Regions from separate parts of the Gasterosteus aculeatus genome. Here region 2 is linked to region 1. A link is a contact called in public Hi-C data. All regions are on one chromosome and are shown on one strand. Each heading gives the region's core, a stretch centred on a gene start, on an enhancer-like site or on the middle of the called end of the contact. The rest is flanking DNA. Distances are from core to core; before and after follow the strand shown.

Evidence for each region. A called contact is a pair of places that touch in the nucleus more often than the background predicts.
Region 2: a contact with region 1 is called in a Hi-C map of tail fin, with 4 times the contacts expected there. The contact joins the enhancer-like site here to the promoter of znf710b in region 1. A contact is called at or near these places in 2 of 6 Hi-C or Micro-C datasets (liver and tail fin).

Annotation. Positions count from the first base shown.
Region 1 is chr12:16,953,421-16,957,680 of fGasAcu3.hap1.1, reverse strand. It overlaps znf710b (zinc finger protein 710b), which reads left to right and starts at 2,364. Exons shown (of 5, transcript XM_040202996.2): 1 at 2,364-2,722.
Region 2 is chr12:17,004,463-17,008,722 of fGasAcu3.hap1.1, reverse strand. It overlaps sema4bb (sema domain, immunoglobulin domain (Ig), transmembrane domain (TM) and short cytoplasmic domain, (semaphorin) 4Bb), which reads right to left. Exons shown (of 15, transcript XM_040203234.2): 7 at 4,078-4,194; 8 at 3,687-3,844; 9 at 1-35. Among protein-coding and RNA genes, the nearest start is that of serf2b, 18 kb to the left of the region's middle. Within about 2 kb of position 2,097, at least 5 of the 9 cell types and tissues checked have open chromatin away from gene starts, as enhancers often do.

The DNA.
Region 1 (4,260 bases), core at 1,115-3,614:
TTTTCCTTTAAAAGAATATGTGTTTCAGATGAATCAGCCACTGTGCAACATGTTCCTCCTTTGGGGAAATTTACAAACAAACTCATCAGTGCATCAGACTGGAAATACCGCACTTACAGGGTGCACAGCAGCCTCTAATGCTGCAATTTATCAATAAATATACTCTGAATAAAAGCAGATAAATCATCCAACAGGTCCAGCAAGAATCTACAGTAGCATTTAACGTGATGTCTTTTTTTTAGTTGCTGTTTGTGTGTGCGCGTGAGAGAGAGAGGGTGTGAGAGGGAGAGAGAGAGAGAGCACCGCAAACAGTGGAGCGTTCAAAGCAACGAAGCAGACGGTTATCACAGTCTAGACAGGCAGGCCGGAGATGAGGAAGGCGAGGAGGAGACGGGCCTCGCTTTTGAATCAACCACCCTCAGGAACAACATTTTTAAGCTGTTTTCAAAGACTCAACTGCACAAATTCCTGCAATGCGAAATAGCAGGCAGTGAAATTATCACGGTAGCGCATCACGATGAACCAACAGTACCAGACTGGAATATTAATATGTTGGCAAAAGAAAAAAACGGAGCGTGTGTTACTGAAAGCGTTTGCTGCATATTAACTCACATATTCAGGTCGTTATGTGAACAGCATTTTTTATGCTCAAAGATGAAAGAAAAGAAAAGAAAAGAAAAAGAAATATATGAGGAAACCTCAAATGGCCAGAAATGTGACTTCTAACCCAATGAGCTTCATAAAAAACACCCCCACACTGTCTGGTTGCTGTTTTCTAACTTTTCTAAAGGGTTTTCCATCTGACATTTTTTTTTAACCTCTGAATCTTCTATGAAAACAATCAATAACATCCCATCTCACTTTGCAGACACAGTCTTAACCCCAGTTTGAGATCAACAACCCATAAACATTTAAATTCACAGTGCATTTGTGTATTGATGGGCCTCTGAATGCTAAAGGTCGCCGCCACAGCATCTTCATATAAATGAGTATTTTCTGTCAATAACACTAGACAATCAGAGGCTACAGGGAGGCTACTGTGCTATATCCGTCCGTGACGGATATAGCACAGTACAAAAGGACTGGAAGGCAGAGTTATGAGACACAAATACTGACTCCTATTCTTCACAAGAAGAACAAGAAGAACCCTCCATCGTTTTCTGAACACAAGCAGAAAATGAACTTGAACATTTCCATGTTGTAAATGCCTTTAAAGGACTAGCGCATCACATGTGGCCGACATGCCTTAATCTTCTCTGACAGCTTATAAGAGGAAAATGTATTCAGTCATTTCCGTATTAATAGCAATTAATGAATTAAGAAATCACATGAGACATGATTAATCATTTGGACAAAATTTCTTTAATATGCTCAGTCACAGCAATTCAGTGGAGTGCTAGCGCTCTCTAGTGTTGGATTTGTGAATTATTCTTTAGGGTTATTGGGGCACAGCTTTAAAACAATACACAGTTTCTGAAGTTAATCAATCAAAATGTTATTATCGGCATTTTCCTTTGATTGAGGGAGCGTGAAATTATTCCTTTTTTTCCACCCCATGCACTTCCCCATCAAATCAAATGAATGAATGTAAATTAATGTAAAAAACAAAGAGACAACAACTCAAATATCCCTCTAGAGATCTGCTTCTCATCATATCGTACTAAATAAGCAAAATGAATGAGCTTTCCTCTGAAATAGGTTCAGTAGCTAATTGTAAATTCTTCGGCTGTGGGTTTGCTGGTATTAATTGAATGGTAAGAAAGATGTTCACACAGTCACATCATAACAGCTGGTTCTCTGTACTGTTTTCCGTTGTATTTTAAGGTAAAGCTTCCTTTATCAACGTGCCCCTCGACTCCTAAGCTGTGTGTTCGTTTGGATGTTTTCACCTTTACAATGACGTCAGAGCAGTGTGACAGCAGACAACATCTGGCACCCCACATACTGGTTTGGAGGCCGCTCATGTACCACATCACACACACACACACACACACACACACACACACACACACACACACATGATGCATACACACGCCTTCCCAGTTGAATCCAGCAGTGACACTTTTCATACATCCGGATTTTTCCAAAAGTTTGATCTGTTGTTGAGAACCGACGAGTCTTTACTGAACAAAGTATTTGTGTCTGCATGGGGTCTTAATGGCCTTTACTCGTCATACCAAATGAAGTCTTGGCTAAAATAGCGCCACCTGGTGGGTTGTGTGAATGCCATAAGAAATACTGTGTTTTTACAATTAAAATGACTTCTAGTGTTTGCGTTATTTAATATCAAAACAATAAAAATAAAAATACAATACAATAACATAATCGTTAGTGGTGATTATGTCAAAAGTGTCCGTGTTTCCTCGGCACAAGACAGGCTGTGATTATGAATGTCAAAGGTTTGCGGGGCTCGTGTGGTGAAAGACGAGTGTGATCGCCGGTGGAGGAGACGACGTGAAGCGGGACGCGCAGCGGCCGGCGGCGGATTCCGCTCCGTGAGCCACATCTCGCCTTTTACTTGTGGCGTCGAGGAGGAGCTCAGTTGTTTATTCATTCACGTCAGCTCCTCTCGCCTTCCCTTCCCTCCTTCCTGCTACACGCACACACACACACACACACTCACACACACACACACACACACAACGGGGACCCACCAACTGTTTTTCCACATATAGAAATTAACCACAATCACGCCGCCACCATAAACCGATTTTGGAATCAGGTGAGTTTGCGATTTTGAATATTTCTTTTTCCTTTTTTATCATTTTCTTTTTTTTTTATGTTGTTGTTGCCGACGGTCGAGGAGACGTCGGCGCCGCCGGAGCGTTGAGTCGTCCGGCCCGGCGAGGCGGAGAAGGAGGAGGCGGAGGAGGAGGAGGTCTTCCACCGCAACTTATTCAAATCCCCCCGACCAGGCCAGGAAATGTACGCGCGGAACGTCTGGACATCTTACAGCCGCGGCGGCTCCGTCCGGCGTCTTCCGCTGCGGGTGCCTCTATTTTACCGTATTTAATTAAAAACGCGCCGGTCGATGTGGGTCAACAACTACAGTCGAAATGTCGTATTTTCCATTTCTTTTTTTTTTGTGTGACTTCCACATTCTCTCATGCCACAAACAGATGGCGTCGATATGGGGGGACAAGGGGGGGTAAAGAGACGCATAGGGGAGTAAAGGAGGGGGGGGCAACACCAGGCCACATTATCCCGGGTCTGCACATCACTAGTCGCGGCTGCCCTGCACGTCGAGCACGGCCCGCCTCCCCGCGCCGGAGGACCCGGGGAGGCCGAGGTGTCCTCCCGCAGGCCTGTCGGCAACTAAAGTTTCTAGCTCTTAAGTTGTCGGGCTCTTTTCTTTTCCTTTTTTTTTTAAAGATATAATGGTTCATGTTGCGAAGCTGCTCGGGAGTTGATAGCGTGCACGAGTCGTCTCACAACCCGGTGCAGATGGGTGGGGGGGGGGGGGGCACCAGAGAGATGCACTGCAGTAGATAACCTGTAGCCCGGGGACCGTGCACCACCACCACCGCCGGTCGTCTGACTCCTCACTGGGCTGTCAGGGATCATTGATGGGCCACAGGTATCCTCCACGCCACGAATGAGGTCACTCCATCGCCCACCGGCTGTAGGTGCATGTGTATTATACACGTGTGCATGCTCCTTATGTTGGACCGCTTCCGTGGCATTTTGTGGTCAGAATGGGCCCCTCGCATACCTGCCACAGAGAGTCTGATGGAGGCATACTGTGGCTGCATACAGTGCATATAGGAGAGGAGGGGGGGGGGGGTATAGAAGTGGTCCAGTAGTTAGGTGTCAGTGCACTTCAGTGGCTGGCAGTAATTAAAAAGACAACCTCCCCTTGCGGTCTGCGGGTCACCTGATTGATGGTCATTTCGATGGAAATATTCAAGTGACTCAGCACGGTTCGACCGAAGTATCGCCGCCGTGCAGATCTCGATCCCCCCCCTCCCCCACCCACCCCCGCTTATTCTCACTGATTGCAGTTTGAAAAGTTGACCCATTTCTGCTGTCACTTTGAGCAGCCGACTTGCAACCGGAAAGGACACCTTGACTGAACTGATTTAATCAACTCTGTGTTCGAGGGAATGACGGGTGCCAACCATTTCTGTCCAACTCACCCATTCTCTAGTCTTACAGTGACCTTTTGTCAGGAGATCATATTTCACTGCGGCTCTTAGATTGAGCATCCTCAGCCCCCCCCACCCCCCTTTTCTGTGCCGTAGGAGCATCTGAAGTGACGCC
Region 2 (4,260 bases), core at 848-3,347, 51 kb before region 1:
TTTTTCTGAAGCACACGTTCGCCGCCTTTATCCCCCTGCAGACAAAGTGTTTCATGCTACGTTAAAGAAGATGTTATGTCTCATTAAACCATCATTTATTAACACCATGGTTAACATCCCTGAAAAGAACATGTCATTTACTGGGTGAAGGAATTGAGACAGGAACACAGCAAGATCCCCTCCAGACATGTTTAGGTTATTTATTAATGCCCAACAAATGAAACACAATATAAAAACAGTAGTCTCAATTAAAATGCAAATAGTTTTCCAACATGGTAATTGTCTCGTACTTCCTCTCTCAGTGTGTGCACGGATGGCTTCATGTGTCACACACACTCGTGTTTCACTCATTATGCACAGTGAAGCTCTAACAAAGATACGTAATAATAAGCAAAATATATTATGGATGGGGGGTCTTAACACATGGTGCAATTTATTAGCCGTTAGAAAATACCTGCAGACTCTTTGCTTTAGGATGCTGTTGTGGTAAAGGAGGCTGAAAGTTGTTCCTGTGACAGTTATAATATTATTTACGGAAATTAACTGGACAAACAATCATCAAGCACCATTTTACGGTCTGGATGCAAATCAAAGATTTAAAATCCTTCTCCTTTGTGCAGCATATATGTGGTGCCTTTAAATAAAAACTATGAAGGACATTTTGACAATGCAACAACATGCAGGTAACAAAAAAAGCTTGATAAAGAAGCTTTAGCACAAAATAGATGCTGCCCTTTGAAGGAGGAGAAAGTAAAAAGAATAGCTAGTTCAATTATAATTATTAATTATTATAATTATAGCTTTGCAGCCAGCATACGTGGTTCACCTCTCCTCCGAGACAAAGAAGAGGAGTTTGCTCCTTTTAAGGTCGTCACTAAATATTCACATAAACAGTTATCAGACCACCTTCCTGCGGCCGGCAATTATCTAAGAGATTGTGAACACAAACCAAACACAAACTCCTTTTCAAATAGAGCACGCAAGCAAGCCGAAAAACACGGGAGGAGCTGGAAAGATCACAACCAAAACAAGTGGTCCGGCCCAATCTCCAGACACACACTATCCATCAGCGAGGCCCCTGAAACCGTAAAAAAAACCCTCCTACACAACAGCGTGAATCACCCGTGAGGAGACGACAAAATGCAAAAACCGTAAGCTCCCCCCTCACCCCCCCCCCCGTTAACAACTCCTCTGCGTGCTGTTACACACAAGCGCTCCCGTTGCTCGACGACGAGGAGGTGAAACCTCGTGGGACAGATGCACGGCCTGGGAGCCAATTACCAGGCTGTGCCAGTAGCCTGTGCACATAATGAGACGACCACATTCCTGCTCTCTCAGCTGTTCATCGCCGCCGCCGCTGCTGCTGCTGTGCTCCGCCGAGCAGCTTGTACTCTCAATAGGGTCGACCAGCAACCCCCTCCCTCCCCACCCCCCCAACGATAACAACCCTCCAGAAATGTGCTCCTGCTCTTGTGCCGTATTGCATCTCTCTCTCTCTCTCTCTCTCTCTCTCGCCTGAACTTCACATTTCAGATTCACGTCACGTTCGTCAAACCCGAAGAAGACGAAGCGAGGAGCAAAGAGGACGGTTCCACACGCGCTTTTCCAGAGTCCCTCAGTGCGCACACCTGAATAAACAAAAGACAGGAGGGAGTGGAAGAAGGGAGGCGGGTAGATAGGAACATGGGGGGGGAAACAACTTCGGAAGCCGAGTTACTTGGCAGCGACGTCAGTGAGACGTCAGTTTGCCTTTGATTTATCGTATCTTACGAGAAACTAAAAAGGTAACAAAATGTCTGGTGAGATGAAACCAACGCGTAGGAAATATTTGACATATCAAATGAAAGCACATTTCACACAGGCCTTGACCTGGCACACGTACACAAAAGTACCACATGTTTGCTATCCGTCTGCAAGGCTGCGTTATGGATACTAAAACACCAGCAGGGAGAGGCCTAACAGGCGTGTGCGTTTGGAAATGAGCCACCATTCGGATAAAAAAAAAAGGTGGATTTTCTAATGGTTGGGGTGGGGGGGGAGGCGTGGGCCTGCAGAGGGGGTGGTTTCTCAGGGATGCGTTCTAATTTTGGACAAGCGAGGGATACGAGGAAAATAGCCTGTGAGAGGCGGACAGGTGCACGCCGGGGAAAACAACAGGAGGTTAGTTATTCCAGTTCGACTCGCTCACTAACAAGACCGACGGCAGCGGCGGTACACAACGATGGCACACAGCTCATGGTGGCAATTATGGTGCTTTAAAACCCTTAGAGCTTGATTGCTGCAATTTGTGCCTCCTTCTCTGAGTCACAGCTCAGTCGCATCTAAATGCACGGACATGTATCTTTAGATTCAGTGTGAGTTGCACATTTAGACGATCTCCATCACGCATTAACATTCCAGATAATCAAAGTAATCAGGTGGCAGGTTTCTGTACACCCATGAGCATATTACAAACTGAATTGTTGGTGCCAATTTTCCAAGATGTAAGCAAATTGATTGCATGGAAAAATGATACTTTCTGTCAACATCTATCTGAGGACCGACGACAAGAGGGCCAACACATGAGGGGTGTTGTCCCTCTGCACAAGATGACTCCTCCATAAGTGAATTTCCTGTGTTTTCATCTCTACACATTGATTTGGGAAAGCTCTCATTTCGCATTTCAATTAGGAAATTAACCTCCTTCATCACTACTGAGCTGCCACAGAAAAGCATTTGAAAAAAAATGTTGGCTGCTGCGTTCCAGAGATATAAAGGCGCCTTATAGAGCCGAGAAAGCCATTCTACTGTCTCCGCTGCGCAGTTCATCTGCAGCAAGTTACCACAGTCTGCACGCCTTTCTGTCAATGATATTTCCATATATAGAACCCGAGAGGTGCTCCGCCAGCGAGAGGTGCTGCAGCACCGATTGCCAGAGCCCAGCAGGACCAAGTCATTAAGCTGTCACTTAAGATTACATGCTGTCCCTGCGATTACTCACATTACTGCCTCCGTGCGCAAGAGCCATCAGTCAGGGAGGGAGGTAAGTGCATGTATGTCTAGCGGCCGTTTAATTGATCTGAATACAGGTGAAGAGGGAGAAAGTCTGCCGCTGATTATTCAGGGCGATCGAGCAAACTAAACTCTCAGGAGGAGGAGGAGAATGACGTCAGCAGTTTAAATAATAAGAGTTAATTCTGCAGTTTGCCTGCTTTTCCTGCAACACATACAGACCACATAACTGTGCGGGTGTGTGTGTTTCGTATTGCTGCAAAGCACCCTTGAATACTAATAATGCCGGCAAAGCTCAAGGCGCTGGTGGAGAAAGGCAAAGAGCTGGAGGGCTGGACGAGTGCAGCTGACACTGTGAGGGACATGAAGGGAGAGAGGGGGGAGATGACATTGCAGAGAGAAAAGGGAGGGGCGCGGTGAGTGGGAGCAGATGATTCAATGCGAGTGGAAACCAAATCTGTTGAAAACATGTTTGCACAGTGAAATAGAAAAAAAGCTTCAGCCGCGCCAGTGACACATTTCCATTGCATCTAAACAAGCATGACGTATTTATTGTGAGCCGACGTGCTTTGACAAGGGCGCGCCTCGCCTCGTTTTAGGGCAATTGTATCGGGATTAAGGAGGGCGATGCTGCGCCTCTGACTTTTGCAGGGCCGTCTCGTATAAAGACCTCGACCTAATTGCGGGTGACTTACCTTACACACGCGAGCAATCCTCGACACAATGGTGTTGTCAAAGAAGTCAAATTCTTTTCCCGCCTCGCTGAAGAAGAAGTAAATCTTGTCGTCGTCTCCAACGGGGTTTCCTATTGGCTGACTCTCCTCGATGTAAGCCGACCCGACAAAGACTGGATCTGCTCAAAGTGGAGGAACGCAAATAAACACGAGGGTTAGAGAGACACCGTTGTTGTCCCCTCAAGGGAAAATGATGTTGCCTCACTTAAGTCAAGAGTGCACTCGGAAGCGACTGATCGCACCGGAAGGGCTCGTCTTTGCTCTCGGCCTGCTGCTAATACGTTTGTGGAGCATATCTGCTCTGTTAAGTACATAATGGGAGATGAGAAGGGGGGGAAAAAAAGGACTTTACCTTGCAGCCATTTTAAAGAGTTTTCGGTCTTCAGAGCAGTTCCCTGAACCAAACTCTTGTAAATGACCGGCTCATTCCCCTGGAAGCTGCTGACGGTACCAGTGTACAACTCACCATCTGGAAGAAAACAATTCAAATATGTCAAATGAAGAACCTGGTTTTCTATTATATAAATAAATATTT